Regions from separate parts of the Mus musculus genome. Here region 2 is linked to region 1. A link is a contact called in public HiChIP or PLAC-seq data. All regions are on one chromosome and are shown on one strand. Each heading gives the region's core, a stretch centred on a gene start, on an enhancer-like site or on the middle of the called end of the contact. The rest is flanking DNA. Distances are from core to core; before and after follow the strand shown.

Evidence for each region. HiChIP or PLAC-seq counts read pairs in DNA pulled down with a chosen protein or histone mark.
Region 2: a contact with region 1 is called in an H3K27ac HiChIP or PLAC-seq map of bone marrow-derived dendritic cells, with 18 times the contacts expected there. The contact joins the promoter of D11Wsu47e here to the promoter of Gna13 in region 1. A contact is called at or near these places in 1 of 484 Hi-C or Micro-C datasets (B cells) and 1 of 115 datasets of contacts at active chromatin or transcription factors (bone marrow-derived dendritic cells).

The regions. Positions count from the first base shown.
Region 1 is chr11:109,361,173-109,364,410 of GRCm38.p6, forward strand. It overlaps Gna13 (guanine nucleotide binding protein, alpha 13), which reads left to right and starts at 1,622. Exons shown (of 4, transcript NM_010303.3): 1 at 1,622-2,084. The coding sequence starts at 1,802. It overlaps Gm11696 (predicted gene 11696), which reads right to left and starts at 2,482. Exons shown (of 2, transcript NR_038097.1): 1 at 1,934-2,482.
Region 2 is chr11:113,683,161-113,685,973 of GRCm38.p6, forward strand. D11Wsu47e (DNA segment, Chr 11, Wayne State University 47, expressed) reads left to right here and starts at 1,274. Exons shown (of 5, transcript NM_001361593.1): 1 at 1,274-1,551. It overlaps Fam104a (family with sequence similarity 104, member A), which reads right to left and starts at 991. Exons shown (of 3, transcript NM_138598.5): 1 at 702-991. The coding sequence starts at 925.

The DNA.
Region 1 (3,238 bases), core at 372-2,871:
TCTACCTGTCCTGGGTAGAAGCTGGCCTTTTCACGGCCCTAGAACAGGGTATCCCTAACAGTGATCAAGGTATATACAGAGATCAACCATCTATGACAGACTTTGGTCACAAATCAGTCCTGACTTTAGCAATCCACAGATGCTGGATGCGAGCTCAGCCTACTTTGCACACAGCCTACTCTGTGGGCTCAGGTCCGCTCGCGGTCTCAGTGGATGTAACAGGAGACAATTCTACTACATGTATTGTTTACTGCAGCCAGTGTAGTGAGTGAGTCGTGAGCTACCCAGTCATTGGCCCAAATGGACAGTAACTGATGGACTGACTTATAGTGCTGGTTTTTAAAATTTTAAACTTGTGCATGTCACGGTGTTGACCTCTTTACCCCAACTCCCTAACACACAGGAAGTTCCCAAGTTGCACACGAGTCAGGTCCCAGGAGCAAAACCAGACAGGCATCAACTTTGAAACTGACAAGAATGAAGAAGTTGGCTTCTGAGGTCCTTGCTACAGTCATTCAGCTGTCACTAGTCACGTGTTCCCCAGGAGTCTCTTTTTCAGGTGTTCTGGCCTGATCTGCTGGTATGACAGAAAAAAAAAAGTTTCTTGTCTGTCATATCCTCTGTAATCCGGCAGGAAACCCAAAATGTGCCTGCTGCAGTCCTAGGCTGAGCGCTTATCTGCTTCCTTGGGAAGAACGTGCATCAGAGTGTCCGGTTTAGGGGGATTTTCAACATGACCTCACCCTCTCCACCATTCACTGACCTCAGAAGGCATTACCCAAGTCACAAGTGCAGCTCGGATGGGAATCTAATGAGTGAGCCAGCCGCCAGCGACCTTCCTGGCACATCTCACGAGAACATCAACTCCAACTTCCCCTCAAACCAGGGCAGGTTATCAATAGTGCCCTGAGCTGCTAGGGTGAGGTGTTGATCAATAACGACATCTGACATCTACTTATCCTTCCAGATTCGGGATGGTTAGGATGACAAGGGGGCGGGGAAGGGTCGCTGCTAATTAAACGCACGATCTTGAAGGAAAGCTCTTGCCTGCCGGTAATACCAGAAACGGACAGGGAGGCTGAAGCAAGACGATTGTCACAAATTTAAGCCAACTTGGGCCGCAGGGATCTTGTCTCAAGAGTTAAAACAAAACAAAACAAAACAAGGCAAACTGTAACGAAGGAAGGCTTGCACTGGTCGGGTGCGGGGATGTCCCAGCCAATGGTCTCAAAATAGGTCGCGTGAAGGTGACAGCAAGCGGCGGGCGAGTAACTATGGGAAAGGGCAGTGGGATCTGTAGTGAGAAAGATGCCCCAGCGGAAAGGGGTCAGGATGGGCTTTGCTTACTCGCCTCGGGGCTCCGGGAAGCGGTGGCACTAAAGGGAAACAGAAACTCTGGATCCGCAGGCGCGCGCGCCCAGCCTGGCCCACGTGACCCGGGCTCCGCCGCTCTCCGAGCGCGCTCCCGGCTGCACAGGAGCGCGTGACTCCCGCCGCTGCCGCTCCCTCCTCCGCTCGGCGTGCCTGCGTGCGCGTACCCGAAAGGCAGCGGGCACGCGCACGCCCAGAGGGCCGCCGCCCCTCCCCGGGCCCGCCCTCCCTCCCTCCCTCCCTCCCTCCCACCCTCCCCCGGCCGGCGCGGCCCGCCCTGGCGAGTCAGTCCTCGGGTTCCCTCCCTCCCCGGGCGCGCTCGGGCCGCCGCTGCGCTCCCCGCCCTCCAGCCGCCTTGCCGGAGCCGCCCGCTGCCGGAGGAGGAGGTGGAGGAGCCGCAGGGGCCCGCCGAGGCGGCGGCGGCGGCAAGATGGCGGACTTCCTGCCGTCGCGCTCCGTGCTGTCCGTGTGCTTCCCGGGCTGCGTGCTGACGAACGGCGAGGCCGAGCAGCAGCGCAAGTCCAAGGAGATCGACAAATGCCTGTCGCGGGAGAAGACCTACGTGAAGCGGCTGGTGAAGATCCTGCTGCTGGGCGCGGGCGAGAGCGGCAAGTCCACCTTCCTGAAGCAGATGCGGATCATCCACGGCCAGGACTTCGACCAGCGCGCGCGCGAGGAGTTCCGCCCCACCATCTACAGCAACGTGATCAAAGGTGCGGGGCGCGGCGGGGCTCGGGGACCCCTGGGGAGCCGGGCCGGGCACCGCCCTCATCCGCCGGGTCCCCAGTCGGAGGAGACCGAACGGGATCAGATCGGACGGGCGAGCGGGTGGGCGCGCCTTGGGCACCGTTCTGTGCGCCCTGTTGCCCTGGTCCCTTCGATCCGGGACGCCCCGCTGTCCCCCCCGTGCTACCCCGGTGAGGGTCACGGTCGGCCCAGCACTCCGCGGCTGGCCTCGCCCCCTCCAAGAGGGAAGTGCGGCGAGTAGGGTGACTCGGGGCAGCGGGGCAACTTGTGTCCTCCCTGCACTCCGGGCAAGACCACCCATCAGTAGCCCCAGGTCCTACACTCCCTATCCCTTCCTATCCTTCTTTCCTTTCTGCCCGTCCCTGGTGGGTGACCCTAGTAACCGGGTATGTTACCCTTCCAGCTTTGGGCTTCCTAGGCCACCTCTTGACTTAAGCAAGTTCTGGAACGGTTGTAATGAGGAAACTTTTTTTTTTTTTTTTTTTTTTTTTTTACCCTGAGACTCTTGTCAAGGGCATAGAGTGACAGCCTCTAGAGCCTTTTGGGGCAAGAGTATGAAACTCACGTTTACTGAACTGGCATCAGGAAAGTCTATTAAAAAAAATTAGCGCGAGTGGTTTTATCGGCTCATTGCTACAGGATGTTTGTAATCACAGTTCAACATGTTGCACACTTTTTTTTTTCTTAATAACTCGAGACAGGAGAAAAAAACAGTATCATTTCATATCATTTCTAATGCTTTCATGAATTTATGTTTAAATACATGTGCTGGACTGCATGGTGGGCTTCACAAATCCTGTTGAACAGTATTTTAAATACTGTTCCTTAAGTGAAAACCACCCAATATTTTTATTCCTTAGTGTTCAAATAAGTTGCAGAGGTGGCTTTTATTTTTATCATTTAAAAGAATCATCTTGTTTTTTTTAATTTTTTTTTCTTTAGTGTCAGGTATTTTCTACCTAAGAGAAGTTGGCAGAGTTGAGGCACAGCAGCACATCAGAAAACAGATTTCTGAGTGGTTAAGGAGTCACCCTATTAAATCTAGGGCTTGGAAGCAAACTTTAATTTTGTAGGTCTTTTCAAGGAGTTGTGTGACTTTTTTTTAAGCATATTTTTTGTT
Region 2 (2,813 bases), core at 24-2,523, 4.3 Mb after region 1:
TCTGGATCGGGCCTAAAGCCCCGAGGGGCCGCCCGCCTAGTGAGGGTTGAGAGTAACTCGTGGTGTTAGCCACCTCCCTGCTCCCAGCCAACTGGCCCCTCATCCAAACTGTTTAGAATCCTGCCTGCTAATGCTACAACCGAGAGTGGGTCACCACCCACCCGGGTCCATCAGATGAGGGAGGGCACAGCGCTGCGGTCTGCCCTAAGCCCTCCCAGCTGCAGGGGTTAAGCCCAACCCCCGCCTTTCTCCTGACCTTGGGGCGCCAGCAGCTCCCCGCCCCCGAAGCATCCCGTCCCCTCTCCGAGGCGCCTCGCTCGAAGGGAGCCATCTCTTCCAGATCGGCCATCCCTCCCATCCCCCTACCACCACCGCCCGCCTCAATTTAGGAAGGACCACACCGTCCGTCTCGTCGGGCCGAACAAACCTCATTCCGAAGCGGAAAGGGCAGAAGACGAAGAAAACAAGGAAAAGACGGAGAAGGGGCAGCCCTGGATTCCAGAGCGTCGCCTCCCTGGCTGCCCACGGGGTCCAAGTGTCAGAGGCGGCGCCACCTTCTCCCCTCCGCCTCCTCCGACCGCAGAGCAGCGCAGCCCAGAGCCTCGCACCACCACCCCGCCGGCTCCGTCCGCCCCTCGGCTCCAGAGCGCACATCCTCGGCCGAGGGGCCGCGGAGAAAGCGGGTTCCCCCCTTCCCTCACCTGGGGCGGAGGCGCTCGCTCATGGCAGCTGGTGAAGGCGAGCGACGCGGCGCCGCCCCGCGCCGACAGCGAACAGTCGGAGCTGTGTCCCGGCGCCCGCCACGCCCACCCGCACGGGTCTGAGCTCTGACCGCCGCCGCGCGGGTGGTTGCTGCGGGCGCTGAGTCCCCCTCGGGCCGACCCGGACCACAGCCACTTCCGGTGTCGCCTCCGCGCCTCCCCATGTCGCAGGCGCCGTGGTACTGTCCTCCTGCGGCTGCGCGGAGGCGGGACGCCGGCCGCGCTTTCCCATCACCGCGCACGCAGGAAGAGGCGGGTCCCAGAGGGAAGACTGACCGGGAACTTCCAGGACCCCCGTTTAGGTGTCCGGGGCAGCCGCCTGTTCAAAAACAAAACAGGACACGACGTAAAAGTCAAGCCAGATTTTAGATAAATTACATTATTTGACGATCATTGATACTTGTCTCTGCGTTAAGCCTCTCTAAGGTGAAAATTTTAAAAAGAACCAGACGAGCTCCATCAGGCACAGACGCGGACGGCCACAGGCTCAGGGGTCCTCTGGTTGGGAAGGTGTTGGTGGGCTCCGGGTTCTAAGAGTGTGCGGCGTGGAACTTCGCGTCTCCGAACGGTGCGGAGCCCGTTCCATGGAGTAGCTAAGGGCTGGGCTATTTTTCCGCGACCTTTGTTGCAGGTCAAGAGAGGAGTGCGGAACAGGCGAACGGGATAACGGAGTTCCGTACCGGGAAGGGCCACGCCCACCTGCTGGAAGAGGCCGGACCGAGAGGTGTGGGGGAGACCGGCAGGCGTGGGAACGCGGCGGTGTGGACGGAGCTGCCTCGCGGCTGGCGAGGTGAGCTTGATCAGTGGCGAATCGCGAGGTCCCTGCCCGCCGTGAGTTGCGCACACCTGTCATCCCCATTCTTGGGAGGAGAAGCTGCAAGACCAGGAGGTCAGAATCATCCTCGACTGTGTAACAAGTTCGAAGCCAGCCTGGGCTACTTGAGACCTTGTCTCCCATGTGATCTCACCACCACCACCAGAATACGTGTACTCTAAGACTTGGGGAAGTCTTAACTTTGGTTGTCAGACGCATTCCCTTTTCTCTGTCAGGAGCATAATCCAGTTCTTTGTCTAGGACTCAGTACTATCAGCTCCCCACCTTACACAAACTGATATTCAGAGTTTCTGCCAAACGTGAACAGTGATCCATAAGCATGGGGGTCTTTAGGAGAGTCGACAAGAGGTCAGGCAGGAAAACGAAACCCCTGTTAAAGTGTAGGGTGTAGAGTCTGGCGTAGTAATGCACGCCTTTTAATCCCACTACTCAGGAGGCAGAGCAAGCTGATCTATGTGAGTTCAAGGCCATCCTGGTCTACCTAGTGAGAGTTCCAGGGAAGACAAGGCTACCAGGTAAGACCCCATCATCTCAAAAAAGTCTACCGTTAAAACTGGAAAGTCCAACCGGGCGGCGGTGGCGCGCGCCTTTAATCCCAACACTTGGGAGGCAGAGGCAGGCGGATTTCTGAGGTCAAGGCCAGCCTGGTCTACGGAGTGAGTTCCAGGACAGCCAGGGCTACACAGAGAAACCCTGTCTCCAAAACAAAACAAACAAAAAAACTGGAAAGCCCATGTATTGTCTTTGTCGTGTGCCCTTCAGTGCGGCAGTGCATTCTCACTAACAGAAGACTTATGGTGCACTCGGTGGGAAACAGTTTGGGTGTGCCTTTTATGAACGATAAAGTAATGGTTGCTTTAAACAAATGGATTTTTATCTTGTAAAGTGGTTTCAGACTCAGGGTTTGGGGGGTTTGTTTGTTTTTTATTTTTTTTAATCTATTTACTGGCCAGGAGGTATTTTCAGTCACGGTATTAAATAGTTATAGTAAACATGTTTATTCGTTCAACAAATGTCACATACCAGCGTCAGTGGTAGAGGTGTGTCTGCGTGGGCATTGATGGAGAGACAATCTCCCTGTGTAGTCCAGGCTGCCATTAAACCACCTTAGCTTCCTCAGAGCATTCAGGGGTACACAATATGCTTTGTGGTAGTAGATTTTGAGAATGGAGTCATCCCCAGGAGAGATGGTTCCTGGCCTTTGGAATTTTAAAGAT